2 separate regions of the Sus scrofa genome follow, and region 1 is linked to region 2. Evidence: chromatin contacts called from public HiChIP or PLAC-seq data. All regions are on one chromosome and are shown on one strand. Each heading gives the region's core, a stretch centred on a gene start, on an enhancer-like site or on the middle of the called end of the contact. The rest is flanking DNA. Distances are from core to core; before and after follow the strand shown. Region 1 holds the start of SLC35A5 (probable UDP-sugar transporter protein SLC35A5). Region 2 holds the start of NAA50 (N(alpha)-acetyltransferase 50, NatE catalytic subunit).

Evidence for each region. HiChIP or PLAC-seq counts read pairs in DNA pulled down with a chosen protein or histone mark.
Region 1: an H3K27ac HiChIP or PLAC-seq map of alveolar macrophages shows a contact between it and region 2. The contact joins the promoter of SLC35A5 here to the promoter of NAA50 in region 2. A contact is called at or near these places in 1 of 5 promoter capture datasets (liver), 2 of 47 Hi-C or Micro-C datasets (heart right ventricle and skeletal muscle) and 1 of 2 datasets of contacts at active chromatin or transcription factors (alveolar macrophages).

The regions. Positions count from the first base shown.
Region 1 is chr13:147,276,801-147,280,703 of Sscrofa11.1, reverse strand. SLC35A5 (probable UDP-sugar transporter protein SLC35A5) reads left to right here and starts at 1,318. Exons shown (of 7, transcript XM_013982457.2): 1 at 1,318-1,611; 2 at 2,408-2,557. The coding sequence starts at 2,428. ATG3 (ubiquitin-like-conjugating enzyme ATG3) reads right to left here and starts at 1,594. Exons shown (of 12, transcript XM_003132682.6): 1 at 805-1,594. The coding sequence starts at 876.
Region 2 is chr13:146,190,462-146,194,481 of Sscrofa11.1, reverse strand. It overlaps NAA50 (N(alpha)-acetyltransferase 50, NatE catalytic subunit), which reads right to left and starts at 1,264. Exons shown (of 5, transcript NM_001244807.1): 1 at 963-1,264. The coding sequence starts at 970.

The DNA of each region.
Region 1 (3,903 bases), core at 69-2,568, 1.1 Mb before region 2:
GCGCCACGATAGGAACTCCTAAAACATTTTTAAGAGTTTTAAAAGAAAAACTTGAATGCACTTCTAGAAATGCATCTTTGAAAGTAAAACCAGTCATTCTTCTAATAACTAATGTTACAACTTTTACTTTAAAATATCTTTAAAAATGTAAATAAACCAAGTATCTAGAAGGGTCAGCCTACTCCTTATTATCATTGACGTCCAAGATGAATAACTAGTTTCAGTTATTTTAAAAACTTGGAAAGGGGGGTGTTGTCTGTTAGCTGGGTTAAATGGTACTGAAAGAAATAATGTTGCAAATTTCACCTTCTTTTTCTGAAATCTAGTAATTTGGGACCTTAGTCACAACTTACTATTTCAAACCCCTAATTAAAAGAGACTTACTATGAACTTTGAAAGAAAAAGGTGACATCTCATTTTAATACCAAACTGATTTCATTTTTTAAGATAAGCAAAATCTTCATTTCAGTAGTTCAAAAGACTTCCGACGTTAGGATTTAACGTCCTCAAAAATCACTTATCTACGGACCACCATCCAACCTGATTGTACCAAGAGGAGCTGAGTGCTGACGGGTGGGAGACAGAAGTATGCAGAGTCGGTCCAAATTACCCAAGAGCCAGAGGAAACACCTAGGGAACAGCTAGGTAAGACCGCAGGTAGGGGCTGCACCTTTTCCCGTGTACCATTCCTACCGCCTTCCCACACTTTTTGCCACCGGAGAACCAGGTGACTCTCCAGGCGCCCGGCCCTAGATCCCTGCAAAGCCAAGCGTGTGGGTGACAGTCCCTGACAAGCCCACTTACCTTGAGGACCGGGGTCAGGTACTCAGCTACTTCCAGTGCCTTTCCCTTTACCGTGTTAATCACATTCTGCATCCTGGGGCCGGAGGAGCGGCCGGCCCCGAGACAGAGTGGAAAGGACAGCCGGACAGGGATCGGGAGTCAGAAAACGTCCCCGCCGCCGACGACTGGCCTCGACACCCGAGGCGACGAGACGCGACGAGACGCGACGGGACGGACGGGACGAGGGGGAGGGGCGGCCGGCGGGGCGAGAGAGAGCGGGGAGCGCGCTCCTCGCGCCCCAGGCAGCGCGCGGTGGGCCGGGCCCAGCTGTCACCAGGCCGCAAGGGAGAGCGGTGGGGCCGACTTAGGGGGAAAAGCGGGCGCACGCGCACCCTCGCCTTCTCAGGGGCTGTCTTCTCCGCCTAGCTTCACTCGCACCCCTTCCGGCTTCTCCTTCCTCCTCTCACTCTCTCGCCGTAGCTCCGCCGCCACCTGGACCTCACGTGACAGAGGACTCTCCCGACACGTGACGCGAGAAAGGCCGCGCTTGGGGCGGGATCGGGTCGCTTTTCCCCTCCCTCCGGAAGCGTAACACTGAGCGCGCCTGCGCAATGGGCGCCAGGTCCGCTCTTTCTAGCGTCGGGTAGTTATTGTGCTTTCTGTTCCAGAATAGGAGGGTTGGGTGCAGAGGCTTATTCGCCTTTCTTTTCCACCCATAGCTTCCCTGCCTATGTGCCCTAAAAGCTGCTGCTGTTGCGGAGCCAGACAGTTACTGCTTTAGCTCTAGGATGCATGCTCTTCCGCAGGAAGCTCTTCGAAGGGACCAAGGTAACAGCGCCCCCACCCCGGGGCGGGGTGGGGGCAGAGGCAAAAGAATGCGCGTGCGTTTGAGGGGAGGGCGCACGGGTGACAGAAGGCGTTCCTAAATCGTGGAGGGAAACCTGCCCTTCGGGTGGGGAGGGGTGTCTTTTTGGCTTTGGTACACTTGGGCCCACTAGGCTGTGGGTGTTGGTACTTCCAGCCCATCTCTCACCAATACCACCGGCTCTGCGCTCCATTAAACTGGCATGCTTTGGGCAGGGTAACTACTCAGTGTAGAGTCTAGTGTCTTCAACATCTCAAAAAAGGGCCTTGGAGTCATTGATTTCTAAGTTCCCCTCTGCTTCCAACACTAGTTGGAAATTAAAGTAACAGCAGTGTTTCAGATATTTCCATTTTGGTCATTATTTAACGAATCTTTCACTGCAAGTTCTTTTTTTTCCTCCTATGGAAAAGCTGCTACTAAGGAGAAAAATACAAATCTGAAATTATCTTTTAGACCACAGTTGCTCATAAGAGTGAAAGTTAAAAGAATTGTTTCTCTGCAAAATTCTGCAGTCCCAAACTGTCCTTTTGTCAGCACTTCTAATCTAGCCCTTGCCTTTTCTGTGTCTAGAGTTCCCCTTCCTATCAAATTTTGACTGTTTCATTTCCTTTCACCATAGTTTTTCTTGTAGTTCTCAACTTTTTTGATTTTGATATAGACATCTAAAAAATTCCTTTTCTGTTCTTCACAAGTCAGTGGTATGTACATTATACTTAATCGGCTGTCAGGGTTGTTCATGAACATGTCCTTCTCTTTAAGGCAGTTGAAAAAACAGTGAAATGGAAAGCACATGTTGTGGTCTTCCAGTGTTATGCTCCTGGTCAACAATGTATGCATTCCTGCTAGGGGTGGTATTCATTGCTTTAAGCTCAAGTCGCATCCTACTTGTAAAATATTCAGCCAATGAAGGTAAGTTAAGACTTGGATTATGTATGGAACTCTGCCATTTAATCACCCATTGTCTTTCTTGTCTTTGGTTTCCTTGTGTGTAAAATGGGGATTATATCCTTAAAAGTACTCTGCTTCATGTGAGTAATAAAGCATGATTCAATTTGGTTCTTTAACCTTTCATACCTTAGCAAGAAAAATTTTTGATGCTGAGTGAAATTTGGGTCAGGCAAGTACAGAATCAAACCCTTAGCAGAATGGATCATAACATCTGACTATTCAGTCAACAGGTGTTTCTGGGCCTGTAGCAATATGTATTATAACTTATCTTGAAATATGAGATATTTGTTGATCCCCTGGCATTTATAAGATAGTATTTTAATTACATTATCAATGAAACAGTATAGGTTATTAGCTTTGACAAATACATACTCAAGAAATCTTGTTCTTAACAGAAGAATTTGTATTTAAACAGTTTTATTCCATAAAACCTTATTGAGAATCTCTCACTAGTTATTGAGGACACATAAAGTTGGATACTGTGACTGTTAATGGTCTGCTTGGGAAGTCAGATATGTATATAAGTCTCTCTTTGGTTGACCTTTCTCTGCCAGGCACTAAGCTAATAAATATTAGTAGCAGGGTTCAAAGTACATAAGATAGACCTTATTCTCAAGGATTCACAGTTTATTAGGAGAGAAATACATGTAAATGGATTATTAAAATACACTATAATAAGTTTAGTTTTATACCAAAATGCAGAGATAGTTCAGAGTAGAAAGTGTATATATTCTGACTGGGAGAGCATGATGTGGGCTGCAGAGAGGTCAGGGAACAGTTCCCTGATAAGCTAACAGTTGATCTACAAGAAGACAAGGTAGGCAGCTGTATTCAAAACAGAAGCAACAGCTGTAAAAAATGAACAGATGTATTAAAAAGTAGGAATGAATTTCCCACTGTGGTGCAGTGGGTTAAAGGATCCAGTTCCATAGGTTGCAGCTGTAGCTCAGGTTCAATCCCTGGCCTGGGAACTTCATATGCCTCGGGTGTGGCCATAAAAAAAAAATTTTTTTAATTGAGAAAAAAAAAATCAAACTTGGATTGTGAGAATATGTAGTTCAGAATTACTGAGCTGAAAGTTTTAGGGACTTGGAGGAGGTGGGGGAAGGATTGCTTGGCCTGAGAGGGAAGCAATGATTAGATAGTTAAGGACTTCACAGGCCATGCTATGTGTCTGGGACTTTTTCCTTTAGGCCCCAGAGATTATGGGACAAGGAATACTTGGAATGTAAGTGGGAGGGTTAAATGAGAAAGACTGTTATGGTAGCTGAATGGAGAATGAACTAAAGAGGAAGAAAAATAGCCAG
Region 2 (4,020 bases), core at 15-2,514:
TAATTTGAAAGGTTCCTTAACCCAAAACACAGTTCTTTAACTGACTTGCTATAACAGAAAAAACTCAGGCATCTCAGAAAGGTTTTAATATTGCTAAGATTTCATTTCTTTCTCTAAGGAGGGTAAAGGCAAAACAGCTTGGTCACTATTTTAAAACACCGTGTTATGTAATGAATACTTCAACAATAAGCAATTTAATAGAGTAAGGTGACAGCTTATTCAAATAGAAATAGTCGAAGAGAAACCATCCTTTACTTTATCCAAGAGGGAGACTGTGAAAGTATATTAACTTTGCCAAGCACCTGAAGAAAGCTTCCAAGGACCCCCCTCAAGGCACTGGGGCAAGAGTAAACTCCTGCAGCAATAGCTCCACCTACTGATCAACAATACTTCCTTGAACATTCTGGCACCCCAAGTCTACAGTGCTCGCGCTCTCCCCCTCCTCCACTCGCTCTGACCCAACCCAAATCCAGTTGAGTCACTAGCTTTTAATACTCATCTCCATGCTTTTTATTTAAATTCCTTCTCCTTCCAGAAGCTTCTGCATCGCTTCCAAGTACAAATAAGCCCGAAAGATGTCAAAGACCACAGTTCTCAGTGTGGAGCCTGGATCTGATGAGGACAACCAGACCACTCCACTCGAGTCGCGGGCCGGGGGTGGCTATGCCGTCCGCTCCCAGACAGGAGGCCACAGGCGCCTCACAAGAGCTCGTCCCCTCTGCCCCAGCAAGATCTGGTTTCCACTTAACCCACATTCGTCCTCTGGGCCCAAATTCTGGGTTCCCCGGGTTTTGCTTCTGCTGGCCCTTCAGCCCGCCAACAGCCCGCGCCGAGCCTCCGCCCCCTCCGTGAGCAGAGAATCCCACAAACCTCCCTCCGCCAGGTCCTGGCCCAGAATCTCTCACTTCCTTCGCAGCCCCTCTCTCCCGCCGGTCGGGCCCTGTCTGGCTGCCCTTCCTCACCCTTTCATCTTCCCCGCCTGCTGAGGCCGTTGTTACCACCGATATCAACGCCGTTGTCGTCGCCGCCCTGAGCTCTCCGCGCCCTCAGCTCGGGCCACTCAACCCCACAAGCCGACCTCCTCGCCTAGGGCAGGGAGCTGAGCTGTTGACGGAGGCCGCGAGATTCGAGCGCAGCCCTGCGTCTCCAGAGGGGGCGGCGGTGCGTCCTGCCGCCGTGCCGGTGCCGCCACTTCTCCACACGTGCACACGGAGCAGTCGCCTCCCTCCTGCCGCCGCCGCCAGCCAGACTCGCCGCCGCGCTGTGACCTTTCACCCCGCCCCCTCTGCGCGCCGGCGCGTCGGCCGTCTCGCGCGCAGGCGCACTTCAGATCTTTCCGTACCCTTCCCCCTCCACTTCAGAACCTCCATCTTTTACTGGGTTCCGCCTTCTGGCGTCATCCTTCTCCTCCTGTCCCTTGCAACACAACTTGTGGGGCTTGCTGGGTCGGCCCTGGCGGTAAAATCCAGATTTTTTCCACCCCTCCCTTTCCTCTTCCACTTCAAATAGATCAGTCTTCTTCCTCTGTTCTTTCCAGTTGATAGTCTCCAGTATGAACTTCAGACGGGCCTGTCTCCTAATATTTTATAAAACTGGTTCTTCTTAATGTAAAGAAGCTTATGGAATACTTAGATGAGGTGCTTTTAAGACAAATAATTGTAATTGATAATTGGCTGGATAACTTGGCTTGCGTCCAGCATGTTTCAAGTTTTCATGTCACGTGACTACCCCAAACCCTCAAGCCTGTGATTCTACCTGCGGGCCCCAGGAGAACGGAACTCCATCGCCATTTCCGGTCCTTAGACCTCGGCGGTGAACGTCACTTCCTTAGCAATGCACTTTAACCCGTTCCACCCACGTCTTCTCCGTTGTACTTTACAAACATAATCTTTGTGAACACTTTCGTTTTTCCCTAACATCTAATGGCAAGAAAATTACTGTTCAAACGATCCGAAAAAATACAGGCCCACGAGATGCAGTGAGCCTGGCTAGGGAGGACTGGGCGGAGCTCGAGGTCACGTGACTCTAGGCCCGCCCCCTTCTCTGCAGCTGAAGACTTCCCCTCCCACAGTGACAGAGCCTCTGGGTCGGTCGGTGTCGGTACACTTTTTGCACCTCGCGCCCGGGCAGGTGAGCGGCGACCGGTAACCGGCGGCTGGTGGGGCTAGAAGGAGTGGGAGGAGGAAGAGAAAGCAGCGTGTGCATGGTGGCTTCTCCTTTTCAGGGCTTCCTCCTCGCTGTCATCCTGCATTGGCGAGGAGCTTATTTCTCCAGTTATCTTGACCCTTGCTCCCCCACTGTGGTCGCCCCTGCAACCTAGGGGTTGGGACGTCCACCTTTCCCACGGTTGGGGGTGAGTGCGGCCATTGTGGTTACCCATTCGGACTCTTCGGGGCTTCGGGTATTGGGATTGGTTCAGGCATTCCTCGGTGTCTGCAGTAGTCTCCAGGTCTGAATCCCCAAAACCCATTCTTTGGCAGAGGCCTTGCATGGTCTTTACATTCAGCCCTAGGCTGGGGAGCGGGAGGTAGGACAAACCCTGGAGGCAGAGGCGTCTCCTGCGAGACAGGCTTGGGAGAGAATGTCACCAATGTGGCCCTCATTGCGGAGTCACTGTAAAGCTTGCTTCCAAATGTGCATTCTCTGTAATTGAGTTTTTATCTGACATCCCTGCAAGGGTTGTTTTAAAGATGTTTGCAAGCGTTGAATGGGTCTGGAAAGGTAAAAGGTGGCCTTTTACCTTTCTCTTCTCTGATGTTACAGTGCAGAAAGGGAAAGGACAGTTGAAAGAATAAATATATACTAGGTTCAAAACAGAAAGTGCTGATAATGCTACAGTCTCGATTGAATGGGGAGATGTTGAAAGATGGTGTTGCCGGGATCATGGTCTGCGGATACCCAGGCTAGCTTTAGGAAACGTGATTTCCCAGGAAAGGAAGTAATTCAGAAACTGACTGGGCTAGAAAGATTAAAACCAAATGTATTTGACCATAAACTTAAAGGTAAAGAGGTTAAGTCAAGATGGTTTCTGCCTTTGAGGTCCTCTTTCCATTTTCCCCTAAAATCCTACTTAATCACCACTCCTTTGACTAGTGGTAAATTTATATTAGGTAGCATTTGTGTCCCTCCTTAGCTTTCCCTATTTTAATTTATTTATTTATTTTTTTACTTTTTTTTTTTGTCTTTTTGCTATTTCTTTGGGCCGCTCCCACGGCATATGGAGGTTCCCAGGCTAGGGGTCGAATCGGAGCTGTAGCCACCGGCCTTTGCCAGAGCCACAGCAACGCCAGATCCCAGCGGTGTCTGCAACCTACACCACAGCTCACGGCAACGCCGGATCGTTAACCCACTGAGCAAGAGCAGGGACCGAACCCGCAACCTCATGGTTCCCAGTCGGATTCGTTAACCACTGCACCACGACGGGAACTCCAGCTTTCCCTATTTTTAAAACTCTAGGTGACTTTTTCAGATTTTGATGGATAGTATTTTGTGAAAATACAGAAATGATTTTGTTTAGGTTTTGCCTAACCCTGTATACTCCCATTTCATTGGTAGTGTAGTTACCGTTGTTTTGACCCCAAGCAGTGTGCTTTAGGGAAGAGTGTTTTTCTGTTTGAGGTTAAACTCTTTTGTTTATACTGCAAACTCAGAAACTCCCTTGATTCTTTTAAATTGAAAGTTCTTACAGAAATTACAAACTTGATTTTTAGAATTTGGATTATACTTTTTCTTCATCTGAAAAATCATATTCTCAGTTAAGCCTTGTGGTTTTCTAACCCATGTAATTGAAGAATTCATTTAAAAGACAGCTGAAAAGTGAGGAAGATGGAATCATTGTCTTTGGATATGACTGACTTATTTTGTTTTTCTGTATCTTCCAAATGTACAATAAACTGGTTTTATTTTGTTAAAGGGAAAGTTAAAATTCTAGAGTCACAGAAGTTTAATAAAATATTTTATGTTAGGTTCAAAATAGAGAAATTAGCCCATTGATGCTTATTACCTGAAAACATAACCTTA